Linked DNA regions of Triticum aestivum: region 1 is linked to region 2. Evidence: chromatin contacts called from public Hi-C data. All regions are on one chromosome and are shown on one strand. The core of a region is the stretch at or near the end of the contact, and the rest is flanking DNA. Distances in the headings are between cores, read along the strand shown. Region 1 holds the start of LOC123164886 (putative disease resistance protein RGA4). Region 2 has its middle 30 kb from the start of LOC123170709.

Region 1 (6,915 bases), core at 3,590-6,089, 140 kb after region 2:
GTGCCTAGCACGGAAGCAAAATCGTGCTTCTCGCCGAAGAAAAACACAGAAAATGCATTTTTCCCGTTTCCAAGAGGCACGGCCGTGACTCTCGCGAAAGCACAACCGTGCCTCTCGCGGAAGCAAAATCCTGACTCTCGCGGAAGAAAAAAAACAAAAAACATGTTTTCTTTTCGTTTCCGAGAGGCACGGCCGTGACTCTCGCGAAAGCACAACCGTGCCTCGCGCGGAAGAAAAAAAACTAGAAAACACGTTTTTTCCGTTTCCGAGAGTCACGGCCGTGACTCTCGACGAAAGCAAAACCGTGCCTCTCGCGAAAGCAAAACCGTGACTCTCGCGAAAGAAAAAAAATACGAAAACGCGAATTTCGCGCAATATTTTTGGAATGTTTTTATCCAAAACTTAAGGAAGACCGGGTGAAAAACCGGAACGTAAAAAAAACTGTTTAAAAAGCGCGACACGTGGCGGGCGGCTGAGAGCGCACCAAGTGCCGCTGATCGTTGTGAGGCTCCCAAAGGAGTGCTCGTTAACTAGTTGCTCCCCGGATTAGGAGATCCCAATTTGTGCATCTTCCTGCGCAGGGATCAACGCGTGAAAGGGGAGAGGAAAACCACGAGAGATATCGGTAAATACTATAACTCACTTATCACGAGTCGTACGAATTGCTCGCCTACGGCTATTTTTTAGTAGCCCGCTATGCAAAAGATCCTTGTTATTTTTTTGTTTCGGTTTTTCTATCTTTTTCTTGAATAGTTTATTGGTCATCCTTAGGTTTATACATTTCTATTTCATTTTTAGTTTTTCTTTTTCTTTTTCCTTTTTTTCAAATACATGTCAAGTTTGTTCATACAAAATGAACATTTTTATATATAAGTTGAACACTTTTCAAATACTTGATGAATATTTCTTAAATACATATTCAGTATTTTTTAAGTACACGTTGAGCGTTTTTCAGATGCACAATAAACATCTTTAAAATACAGGTGATTTTGTTAAACACGCGATGAACAGTGTTTCAAAACATCATGAACGCTTCTTGAGAACACCATGAATATTCTTCTAAATGTCATAAATAAATTTTTAAGTGTTGTCAACATTTTAAACATCTTGAATATTGTTTAAATGAGTGACACTGTTCTAAATAGCATGATTTGTTTGAATGGTACAAATATGTCTTAAAAACATATTGAACATTTTTATTCAAACACCATGGATTTTTTTATGTGTGAACATTGTTCTATATTGTACTCTGTATGAACAGTTATTGAATCATATGAACTATTTTCAAAGACCGTGGATATTTTTTTAATGAGTGAACATTGTTCTAAATTGTACTCTGTGTGAACAGTTATTGAATCATACGAACTATTTTCAAACATTAGCGTTTTTCTTATGTATCATCAATTTTTGTATGAACATGTGTTTAAATGTGTGAATAATGTTCCAAATACTGTGAATATATTTTGTGCCCTAATTTTTTAAAAGCAATTGTGCAAAACAGAAAAAAAAACTAAAGCGAAATAACTTTCCATCCTTTTGTAGGCCTAACAAAACTGTATTCTTTTCCCGCAAAAAAAATGTATTGTTTCCCCTTACAAATACTGTGTGTTTTTCAAAAACAGAAATGAAACTGTACTTGGGTACCTAGGGCCACAACTAGCAACCATATTTCTCGAAAGGAAAGGAACATGTTTTTGAGCAAAGGGTGAACATCTTTTACATGACATAGACATTTTTTGGATGGTACGAACATTTTCAAAAAGTAGCATAAACAATTCTTTTACACTGCACGGATACTTTTAAGGCGATGAACGCTATTAGAAATTTAGGAAAAAAAGTATTTTCGTATACATATTTTAACATGGAATATAAATAATAGTAACCAAAGGAAAAATAAAAAAAACTCATGTCTAGCGCTCAATTGAAAGGGAAAAAAAACACTTGGGAGAAATCAGAGTGCAGCTCGTGGCTACAAGCAAGACGGGTGCCTGGGAGACCGAGATGGGCCGCCCAGGAGCGCGGGAGGCCACAGGCTCCTTTTTTTGCTTTATTTTTAGCTTTTGTTTATACTTTAAATAATCTATATCTATATAGTATATAACAAAAAACTCTATAAAGCACTTTAAAATGTTAATATGTATAGATAAAATATTTATCTATTATGAAATATGTATAAATTTTTATCATGTATTTCAAAAGCATTAATAAAGCATTTAATTTTTTTGAACAAGTATTTAAAAATGTTGATCAAGCATTTGAAATTAACTAAATATGTATAGCAAAATGTTGACCATATATTAACAAAATAATGATTTTTTAATCATATATATAAAAATGTTAATCAAGCATTTGAAAATTTATTTAAGAGGTATTTGGAAAATGTTGATCAAGCATATGAAACATGTAATATTTGTATCGAAAAATTGTTTACCATGTATTTTTTTTATAATTTATGTAAAAATGTTAATCAAGCATTTAAAAAATGGCTGAACAACAATTTTCAAAATGTTAATCAACATTTGGAAAATGCTAAACATGTATAGGAAAAATGATGACCATGTGTTAAAAAAATGTTTATTTTCCATTTAGAAAATATTAAAAAATCATGTGAAATGTGCATATAAAAAATGTCTATCGTGTATTAGAACAAAATTAATCTTGTATTTGAACATTTTAATCAAGCATTTGAATTTTTTTAAAGTTTGTATTGGAAAAATATTGACCATGTTTTCCGAAAATGTTAATCGTGTATTAGAAAAATATAATGAAGCATTTGAAAAATGTTTAAAATGTGTATATAATTTTTTAACCATGTATTAAAATGTGAAATTGGTATTGGAAAAATGTTAAGTGTGTATTAGAAAAATGTTGTTGACTTATACAAATAAATTAGAACGAAAAGCAAAGGAAACAAAGAAAACAAAAAGCGCAAAACAAAAAACAAACAAGATAAACCAAATAAAAATAAAACTGAAGAAGCAAATGCAGAAAAATTGAAGAATAAAAAAAAAGAGAAATACAGAGAAGAAAAAAGAAAAGAGACAAACGAAAACAAAAATAGCATTGAAAGCAGAAGCAACAAAAGAATAAAAATAAAAAATGGAGAAATAAAAAAGAAAGCAAAATAAAAGAAAAAAGCCCGAAGCAAACCGAAATAACAGAAGAAAATGGAGAAGTAAAAAAACCGAAAAATACCAGAAAACCTGTGTAAAAGTAGCTCTTTCCCTTCTAATAGGTTGTGCCCAAGTAATTTAGCACAACCTCGATGTTGTCTCGAGATACACTGGCTATCAGTGCGACGATGCTTCTAGGACGGGCCAGGTTCGATTCCCGCGCGCTGCCATTTTTACACACGCTAGTGGGCTGGCCCGACTACTCCAGACCATTCAGCGAGAGATCGCTACGTCTCACGTAAGGCGAGACATAGCTCTCGCGAAGCAAGACATAGGCGTTCCGGAGGAAAACGGGAAGCTCCCGAAGGTGTTGGGCCTCATTTGTTTGGCTCATAGGACGGGCCCTTTAGTCCATGACTTTGTTTCAATTTTTCAGGAAAAAATGTATATTGGTTTTGTAAAAAAGGTAAAATGTATTTTGATTAGCATTTTTCCTAAAATGGTTTGTAAATATATTGCAGAAATGAGGGAACTAAGCATGTGTGCAAATGGTCGTCATGTACTTTAAAAGGTTAGTGTACATAAAAAGTATATTCGTGTATGAAATTTTGCACAAATAAAAATTATTTTTAATTATACGCATTATGTGAATTAAAATGTTCATCATACATTTAGAAACTATATTTTATTCTAAATAATTGATTTGTAAAAAATGAAACAAAAATAAGTTTAAAAAAGAAATCATTTTCGTATATGGAAAGTAAAACCTAAGTAGAAATAGAAGGTAAAATAAAACGAGGCTTGTGGTCTCGTGGATTCATCATAAGTGAAGAAGGTACAGTGTGGCTATTCTAGCGTGTGGTTTCCCAAAAAAAAATGATGAAGGTGTTGTGGCTTTCCAACTTCACATGAATCCGCTTCACATAGTGTGGCAGAGTGCTTTGTGCAAAAATCACGATGAATTTCACACCCTTCGCCGGAGTTTCACGAGTAAATCAAGGGAATTGCAAGTAGATCATAGTCAACTTCGGATCGAAATGCCTCTTATATTGACTTACACTATTACGAGCCTGAATCAAGCGTGTGTGCGCGCAAACAATCACTCTAATCAAGCATACACATACCCCGCAAAAAAAAAAATCAAGCACACACATGATAGTTTGCTCTTTAAAGTGATAGTTTAGGAATAAAGATTCACAACCTGAGTAGAACTTGGGATACAATCATACAAGAAGAGGGAGTGGGTGAGATGTGGAAGAAAGCAGAAGGTGAGATTGAAAGTACAAGATGTGGGGTGTTCATCCCAGCCGTTGCCTTCGATAATTCCTCAGCCGGTCTAGGCATGGCAACGCGGTGGCTCTGGAGTTTTAGGGTGTCAACTCACGTCATTTGGGTGACATAATTATTGGCTCCTTTGGTTGCAGTCTCGGGCTGGTTTATGTTGGTGATGTATCAGCCACTTTGTTTTATTAACCCATTTTCCTTTTAAAAAATTTAAAATATCTCACTTTTTTAGCGCGTTGATTAATCCTTGTTGACTTTATTTTTGAGGATAGTTTTTTTGAGGGGATTTTTTTTAGGATAGTTGATGGATACTTCTCCTGGACCTCACATTCCCACGCAGCATCGGTTGACTTGTCGCCTCCTCATTAAAAAAAAGCACCACTTGACTAGTCGTCTCCCTCATACATTAAAAAAAAAGAAACTTGACTTTGGTTCTGCCTCCGCTGCAGAGGTGACAGTATCATCCTGGTCCCCAACAGGACCCTGATCTTCATCCCCGCTGCAGCAGATCGGCCGGGGGCCCTCCTCCCGGCGACGATGCTTCCTCCGTCTCCGTCTCCAAACCTATGTACTACGGGACTGAATCCCCGCCCCGGCCGCAGATCCGCGTTCACGCGGGGAAGAGAGGCACACTTGGGTTGGGTGCTCCCGGTCAAAGAAAGAGACAACTCCGGCGAATCTTTCTTCCCCTCTCGCGCTCACACTCGACCACATCCAGTCCACACCTCGTCGCCGTCGCCGTCGCCGTCGGCACTTATCAGGCCGCGAGTCTGCAACCACTCGATTCAGAGAATGAAAAGAAGAATCTGCCCCCCTTCTTCATTGTGCCTATCTCTTCTTCCCCGCAAGCGCTGTATCCTCCTTGCTTCCCGGTCACCGGCGGCGACGGAGTCCCTTGCAGACGGCGTTGATACAGACCAGTCTCTTTCTCCCCCTCTACGATCCTCTCCGGCGACCTCTGCCTCACCGACTCCTTCCTCTGCACTAGGCTGTGAGAACCGCGCGTCAGTGTTATCGGTGTCCCCGTAAGATCCGCCCGGGCCAGCAATGGCGGCAGCGGCAGCCGTCGTCGGGGGCATGGTCGCCTCGGGCGTCATCAAGGTGGTGATAAAACAGATCGGATCCGCCATCGGCGGCAAGATCAAGCTGCACAAGAACCTGAAGAAAGATCTGCAGAAGATGAAGATGACGCTGGAGTCGGTGGAGGCCGCGCTCAGCGACGCCGAGAGGCGCTCCATCAACGACAGCTCGGCGCTGCTGTGGGTGAACCGGCTCAAGGCCGCCATGTATGACATCTCCGACATGCTCGACGATTTCGAATCTGACACACAGTCCCGGGTATGTTCATTTGGTTGCCATCAATCTGGATCTGAATGTTGTTGCTCTTTTTCCCCTGGGATATGAGAGACTGATGGACCTGAATATGTCTAGATGATGAATTTGAACTGATGGATCAGGTAAATTATGTACTGAATAAATTCATCATCCTAAAAATCTGAATCCATATAGTGAAGTAAATTATCTAGATGAATTTGAATTTATTTAGATATCCTGTTCTGCTACACGGATAAGACCATACTTGTTACTATGTGAATTTAAATTATCTACATGCGCTTTTCTTGATTTAAAGTGCAACAGCATCTCATAAGATTACCACCACGTGTATGTACTTTTCATGTCTTCAATGGTACTGACAGATCAAGTCATTCCTCTTGCAGGTCGGAGCTATGAGGAAGAAGATCAGTATGCCGGACAAGATGAAAAAGATGCAAAAGCGTCTACAGAAGATAACAGAAGACCATCAGAACTATCGTCTTCTGCCAGAAACTCGCAGCAATGAGCCACAACTTCCTGATATCCGGGAAAATGCAGGGACTATGGTGGAAGCAGAAATCATCGGGAGGGCCGAGGAAAAACTGGAAATCTTGGCTCGATTATCTGGGAGCACCACTGAACATACCACCTTTGTTCCCATATGGGGCTTGGGAGGAATTGGAAAGTCCACCTTGGCAAGATTGGTTTACAATCATCCTGAGTTTGAAAAACACTCTCGGGTATGGGTCTATGTTTCCCAGATATTTGACTTGAAAAAAATTGGCAACACTATAATATCACAACTATCAAGACAACAGAGCCAGCAGATACTTGATCTGCACAGTATTAACATTCGCCTTCAAGAGCTACTTGCTGAGAAGAAGAATGCTTTGATCATTCTGGATGACCTGTGGGAGAAGCGTCCTTCTCAACTAGAAGAATTAAAGTCTATGCTGAAGCAGAGTAAGGGGTGCAAGGTGATGGTTGTAGTTACCACACGTGATGAAGGGATTGCAAATGAAATCTCCACTGTGCAGCCTTACAAATTACCTCAATTGTCAGATGAGATGTGCTGGGAAATAATGAGCCAAAAGAGTAAATTCGAAACAAGGGACGACAAAGAACGGTTGGAGCCGATTGGAAGGGATATTGCAAAAAAGTGCAAAGGCGTAGCTTTAGCTGCTCAATCACTTGGACACATTTT
Region 2 (6,681 bases), core at 2,879-5,378:
CCTGCCGGTTGTCATACTCATCGACATGCGAATCGTGATTCCTATTACAAGAACATGATCAATCTCATACATCACATATATCATTCATCACATCCTTTTGGCCATATCACATCACATAGCATACCCTGCAAAAACAAGTTAGACGTCCTCTAATTGTTGTTTGCATGTTTTACGTGGATGCTATGGGTTTCTAGCAAGAACGTTCCTTACCTACGCAAAAGTCACAACGGTGATATGAATTGCTATTTACCCTTCATAAGGACCCTTTTCATCGAATCCGATCCGACTAAAGTGGGACAGACAGACACCCGCTAGCCACATTATGCATCAAGTGCATGTCAGTCGGCGGAACCTGTCTCACGTAAGTGTACGTGTAAGGTCGGTCCGGGCCGCTTCATCCCACAATGTCGCCGAATCAATATAAGACTAGTAACGGTAAGCAAATTGAACAAATCATCGCCCACAACTACTTTGTGTTCTACTCGTGCATAGAATCTACGCATAGACCTAGCTCATGATGCCACTGTTGGGAAACATAGTAATAATTCAAAATTTTCCTACGTGTCACAAAGATCAATCTAGGAGATGCTAGCAACGAGAGAGAGGGAGTGCATCTTCATACCCTTGAAGATCGCTAAGCGGAAGCGTTACAAGAACGCGATTGATGGAGTCGTACTCGCGGCGATTCAAATCACGGAAGATCCGATCAAATGCCTAACGGACGGCGTCTCCGTGTTCAACACACGTACAGCCCGGGGACGTCTCCTCCTTCTTGATCCAGCAAGGGGAAAGGTGAAGTTGAGGGAGAACTCCGGCAGCACGACGGCGTGGTGGTGGTGGAGCTCGTGGTTCTCCGGCAGGGCTTCGCCAAGCACTACGGAGGAGGAGGAGGTGTTGGAGAGGGGGAGGGTTGCGCCAGGGGAAGGGGTGCGGCTACCCTCCCACCCCCCCTCTATATATAGGGGCAAGGGAGAGGGGCCGGCCCCCCCAAGATGCATCTAGAGAGGAGGGGCGGCGGCCAAGGGGGAAGGCTTGCCCCCCAAGCTAGGTGGGGCGCCCCCTCTAGGGTTTCCCCCAACCCTAGGCGCATGGGCCCTAGGGGGGAGTTGGCGCTCAGCCCACCTAGGGGTTGGTTCCCCTCCATATTCAGCCCATAGGGCCCTCCAGGGCAGGTGGACCCTCTCGGTGGACCCCCGGAACCCCTTCGGTGGTCCTGGTACAATACCGGTAACCCCCTGAACACTTCCGGCGATCGAATAAGGACTTCCCATATATAAATCTTCATCTCCGGACCATTCTGGAACTCCTCGTGATGTCCGGGATCTCATCCGGGACTCCGAACAACCTTTGGCAACCACATACTATTTCCCATAACAACTCTAGCGTCACCGAACCTTAAGTGTGTAGACCCTACAGGTTCGGAAACCATGCAGACATGACCGAGACATCTCTCCGGCCAATAACCAACAGCGGGATCTGAATACCTATGTTGGCTCCCACATGTTCCACGATGATCTCATCGGATGAACCACTATGTCGGGGATTCAATCAATCCCGTATACAATTCCCTTTGTCCTTCGGTATGTTACTTGCCCGAGATTCGATCGTCGGTATCCCCATACTTCGTTCAATCTCGTTGCCGGCAAGTCTCTTTACTCGTTCTGTAACGCATGATCCCGTGACCAACTCCTTAGTCACATTGAGCTCATTTTGATGATGCATTACCGAGTGGGCCCAGAGATACCTCTCCGTCATACGGAGTGACAAATCCCAGTCTCGATTCGTGGCAACCCAACAGACACTTTCGGAGATACCTGTAGTGTACCTTTATAGCCACCCAGTTACGTTGTGACATTTGGTACACCCAAAGCATTCCTACAGTATCCGGGAGTTGCACAATCTCATGGTCTAAGGAAATGATACTTGACATTAGAAAAGCTTTAGCAAACGAACTACACGATCTTGTGCTACGCTTAAGATTGGGTCTTGTCCATCACATCATTCTCCCAATGATGTGATCCCGTTATCAACGACATTCAATGTCCATGGTCAGGAAACCACGACCATCTATTGATCAACGAGCTAGTCAACTAGAGGCTTACTAGGGACATATTGCGATCTATGTATTCACACATGTATTACGGTTTCCGGTTAATACAATTATAGTATGAACAATAGACAATTATCATGAACAAGGAAATATAATAATAACCACTTTATTATTGCCTCTAGGGCATATTTCCAACACTCGACTACAAGGAGATGGTCCTCCGCATTGCGCTGGAGCGGTCCAAGGTGGAGACCGGCGGCAGCTCCAGATCTGGAGCGTCGCCGCAGCTTCCCCGTCGCGAAACGCAGATGCCGGAGCTGGACCCTCCTGGCTCGCGCACAGCGACACAAGGGCAACACAGTCCGTGTCGGCCCCGCGCCATCTTCTTCCCTCGCCAGCCGCTCCTCCACGCGGCCAGCGTTGGGTGCTTGTGCCCGTACCGCCGGCCCGCACGTGCACTCCGGAGTCGGAGGCGCGCGCCACGAGAGGGTGCGTGCATGGGAGAGGGACGCGGTGGAGCAGCCCGCGTGCCGCCGCTGCGGGAAGGAGGCGGACCGCGATGACGACGCACGTCTCCAAGCATGGGTCTACGACCGCTCTCTCAGGACGGTGGAGACGGATGCTCGTCGCCTCCAACGGAAAAATGCCAAGGCGCTCCGGCTTGCTATTGAGTAGTCGGAGCACGAGGCGAAGGAGGCAGCAGCGGAGAAGGCTCGGATCGCCAGGTTGAAGTGGGAGCAGGACAGGGCGGTCCATCGGATGAAGGGGCTCATCGTCCTCTCCGACTCCGACTCAGACGACGGCGACAACTGCACCTCCTCATCGGACGACCAAGACCCTCCACCAGCCGCGTACGGCTACAACTGTGCCCGGCTTTCGGAAGGACAAAGGCCCGGCAAGGAAGTGGTGATCCCCCCCTCCCCGCCCCCTTAATGCTTATATTGTTTTTCTAAGGAAGGCTTATATTGTTTTTAGTTGTAAAAGTTTAAGAACTTGTCCAGTGACGAACTATAATCTTTTGAATGTGGCGAAGTGTGTTAATGTCTGTTTGCAGCCGATCTTGTATTCCTTTGTAGCCGATTTTTGTTGTCCATCGTTTGATAATGTAGGTAGATCAACGTTTGCATGTGTAGTATGAATATAAGGCGCCGGATATGAGATACACGGATGCAGAGTGCTAAATATGAGGCGTGCCTCATTAGACGTGTTTGAAGGGCTGGATTTGGCCATCGCGGCGGTAGATGCTCTTAAGTAATCTATCTATAGGTAGACACGCAGAAGATTTAAGCTCGGCGGAAGAGGACGCTCGTAAAGCGATTGATCCATGAAAGAGGCGGGGACAGGTGGAGTCGGACGGACCCCATGTGCGTGCCGTCGCGCGCGCCGCGGAGGGCGTGGCGTGGCGAGGCGAGGCCGGGGAGGGCGCGAACCGGGGCAGCGCCATGCGCAGGCCGGCAAGCAGGCAGACGCCACCTCCCCCGGCCCCCGGCCGCCGGTCCACAGGCACGCACGCGCCGAGGCCAAGCCATCGACGTTTTCATGACATCCGTACGTCCACGGAGGGACGGAGATCTATGGCGGCACTCCTTGATACTTTGCGAGGTGATTTTCTCCCTCCCCTCCTACCGTCGTAGTCGTACGTCTATAAGCTACTCTTTCACGATTGACTGCACTGCATTACACTACACGCGCAGCGCGTACGTTTGTGTTTGGTGTGTGCGTATGGATGCGGTGCAAGCACGTCAATCCATATTCCTTTCTCCTCTCGTGTTGCTTAATTCATCGACTAGCCCGTGGCCGAATGGCGAGCTGACGACAACGCACGCCGTGCGGCCTGACACGCAGCTATAGATGCACCACCGTCGACAGTCAGTCGTCGGATGATGCAGGCTCGGCCAAGATGATCCAGGCACGGGACTGATCACATGAGTGATTGATGAATCTCCCTGCCAAGCAACAGTAGCTGCTAGTACAGTAGTAGCATCTGATGATAGCCTGACACATGAATAGCGCGTGAGATGTAGCTTGTCCGGTCCACCCGTGCCCGGCAGCGACTGGACGGAAGACGCGCCGGACCAGGCCAGAGGTGCGCCCAGCAACGCCCCGCACCACGTCCTTCCAACGCTGCAAATACTACTACTCCTAGCTAGATAGAGTAGTCCGGCGCTCGCTCTGGTAGTGATAGTATATTCTGCCCAAATCTCCCGGAATCCTCCACAATCCACTTTGGTTGACGCATGACGGCAAGGAAGCAACCAAACAGAGATAGAAAGCACCGTCACTCACACACCCTCCTTGATACACTAAGATAATACTAAAAGCGATTATACGATAGACTAAAAGTGATTTCCGCGGCGCTCCATTTCCGACGTACATGAACGCGACACGAAAAAAGGCCAAAAGAGGATTAGCGCACGCACGCTCCGTCGGCAAGGGAGACCTAAAAGGGGCAGACGCACCTTGCACCTGGCTGCTGCTTGCTTGCTGACGATGATCGGTCGATCGATAGATAGGTAGAAACGAACGTTCCTGGCTAAGCATAAATAATACTGCCCCGTACTGCCGCACGTTGTCTTCTCCCTATAATTCACGGCGGCTGTGCTGCCCGGAAAACCATAATAAAGTAGCAACGATTCGTCCAGCCCCGCCCGGTGGTGGAGGTTTTCGTTCACTCACGCCGTGGGTTTCGTCGTTTCGCTTTGGTGTCTCTTTTTGGGACTATCATATTTGCAGAACCAGAAATCGGAGAGCCAGCGTCATGTGATCTTGTGTACCTACTTGGCGACTGATACCTAATTCCTTCTATCGCCCTCCTCATCTGGCAGGACAGGGATAATAATATGGATGTACCCAACTTGATCTTGATACCTCTCAAACTGTGCAGACACCTAGTAGTTCATAAGAGCATCTACAACCCTGGTCGCCCAAATTGGGGCCTATACGCCCGCGGACACATCTGTGGGCAGTGACCGGGCACGGCTCATTTCTTCCCGTTCACAACCGCAGTCCCCATACATCCACATTCAAATCCATACGGACCATGCATACCGAAAATTTTCAATGAAATTTCTAAAATTTCGCATATTTGGAGTCCGAAATATTTTTGACACCAAAATTTCGATGCAGATTCAAACAGATTTCATAATAAAATTAAATTATGTTAAAATTCATTAAAACTATGTGAAATTTGGAATCTCAACGTCTGAAATAATTTCCGAAATATCCAAAATTTCACATATTTCGGTGAGGTCCGAAATTATTTTGTGTCCGAAATTTAAAACCTTGCGTAGATCAACAATGAAGAACGAACGAGAAATAAACAGCCTAATCAAACCCAAAAGACACAGTTCGAGTTATATTAGCTAGAGGGGCGAAGATCATCATTTCTTAGCCGGGCCCTCCCCATTGCGGTCGTCGGAGCGGCGATAATACTCCTCTGGGTGTCTGCGGCGGGAGGATCATCATCGTCGTCGTCCGCGCTCGTCGTGCCGCTCTCCGATGCCAAGGAGATGTAGCCGGAGAGGTGGCCGACGGCGCGAGCCTGCTCCGTCGCATGTCGTGCCGCCTTGGCCTTGGCGGTCTCCTCCCTTGCAAGGAGCTCCGACGCTTCGATCCCGAGCCAGAGTGCCTTCGCATTATTGCGCCGGAGGCGCCTAGGGTCCGTCTCTGCTGACGTAAGCGAACGATGCATGACCTCATGGCGGAGCTACTCCTCCTGGTCGATAGGGACAGATCTAGCGCATGGGCGCTAGAAGGGCAGGCCTCTGCATCCCTTTGCGTGGCCCGCTGGCGCTCGTGGTGGGTTGCTTTCGCCTCCGACTCCAGCATCCGAATCCTCTTGGTGAGCGTAGGCACGAACATCCAGCGCTGCCCGGGTGGAGCTGGCGCCGTAGGGGAAGGGGAGAGGGCAGGCTGGCGCTAGACCTATAGTGGAGCGGAGCACGACGGGCCACAATGCTGGGTCAAATGGTGCGGAGCTCGAGCTCTCGCGAGTGTCCAACCTGGATCGCTCGATAGCGATGTGGAGCGCAAGCTCCTCGTCGTCCGGCGCCTCGCTGTCGGAGGCCACCTCCTTCGCGAGGTCGTCCCAGTCGATGGGATTAGAGTCGCCGCCGGAGCTCTCCATGGTGGATGGGAGGAGAGGGGAGGGAATGGGAGTGGACTGAGAACTAGGGTTACGTCTGGAAGATGAGGATTTTATGGGTTCATGGCGGGCCATTACCTACGTGGCGGGCACGTTTGGGCATCCCCTTATATGCCCCAGATATGAGCCGGGTATGGAGAGTGTCGGACAACCCGGACGTTTGGGCAGGTCTGGTTGGTTGGCAATTTTGCACCCGGACAGCCCACCCGGTTATTTGAGGTGGATTTGTATTTTTTTATAAATGTTTATCATGTATTTCAAAATATCCACCGTGTGTTAGTAAATAGTATCCATTATGTCTTAAAACTATTAATCATGTATTTCATAAAAATGTTCATGTATTTAAAATATGTTTGTAGTTTAAATAAAAATAATAGTAGGGTGTTAAATATTTTTCATCATGTATTTAAAAAATTCATTGCATATTAAGAAATATTTATAGTACAATTTTGTTTGATCAACGGGATGAGACTCGAAGGTCCGCAAA

The links. A called contact is a pair of places that touch in the nucleus more often than the background predicts.
Region 1: a contact with region 2 is called in a Hi-C map of leaf, with 2.2 times the contacts expected there. The contact joins the promoter of LOC123164886 here to the enhancer-like site in region 2. A contact is called at or near these places in 2 of 5 Hi-C or Micro-C datasets (both in leaf).

Annotation. Positions count from the first base shown.
Region 1 is chr7D:36,744,792-36,751,706 of IWGSC CS RefSeq v2.1, forward strand. It overlaps LOC123164886 (putative disease resistance protein RGA4), which reads left to right and starts at 4,840. Exons shown (of 5, transcript XR_006482702.1): 1 at 4,840-5,735; 2 at 6,116-6,915.
Region 2 is chr7D:36,609,038-36,615,718 of IWGSC CS RefSeq v2.1, forward strand. No RefSeq gene overlaps it. Among protein-coding and RNA genes, the nearest start is that of LOC123170709, 30 kb to the right of the region's middle. Within about 2 kb of position 4,129, at least 7 of the 8 cell types and tissues checked have an H3K27ac peak or open chromatin away from gene starts, as enhancers often do. A contact at or near this core is called in leaf, where this site is marked.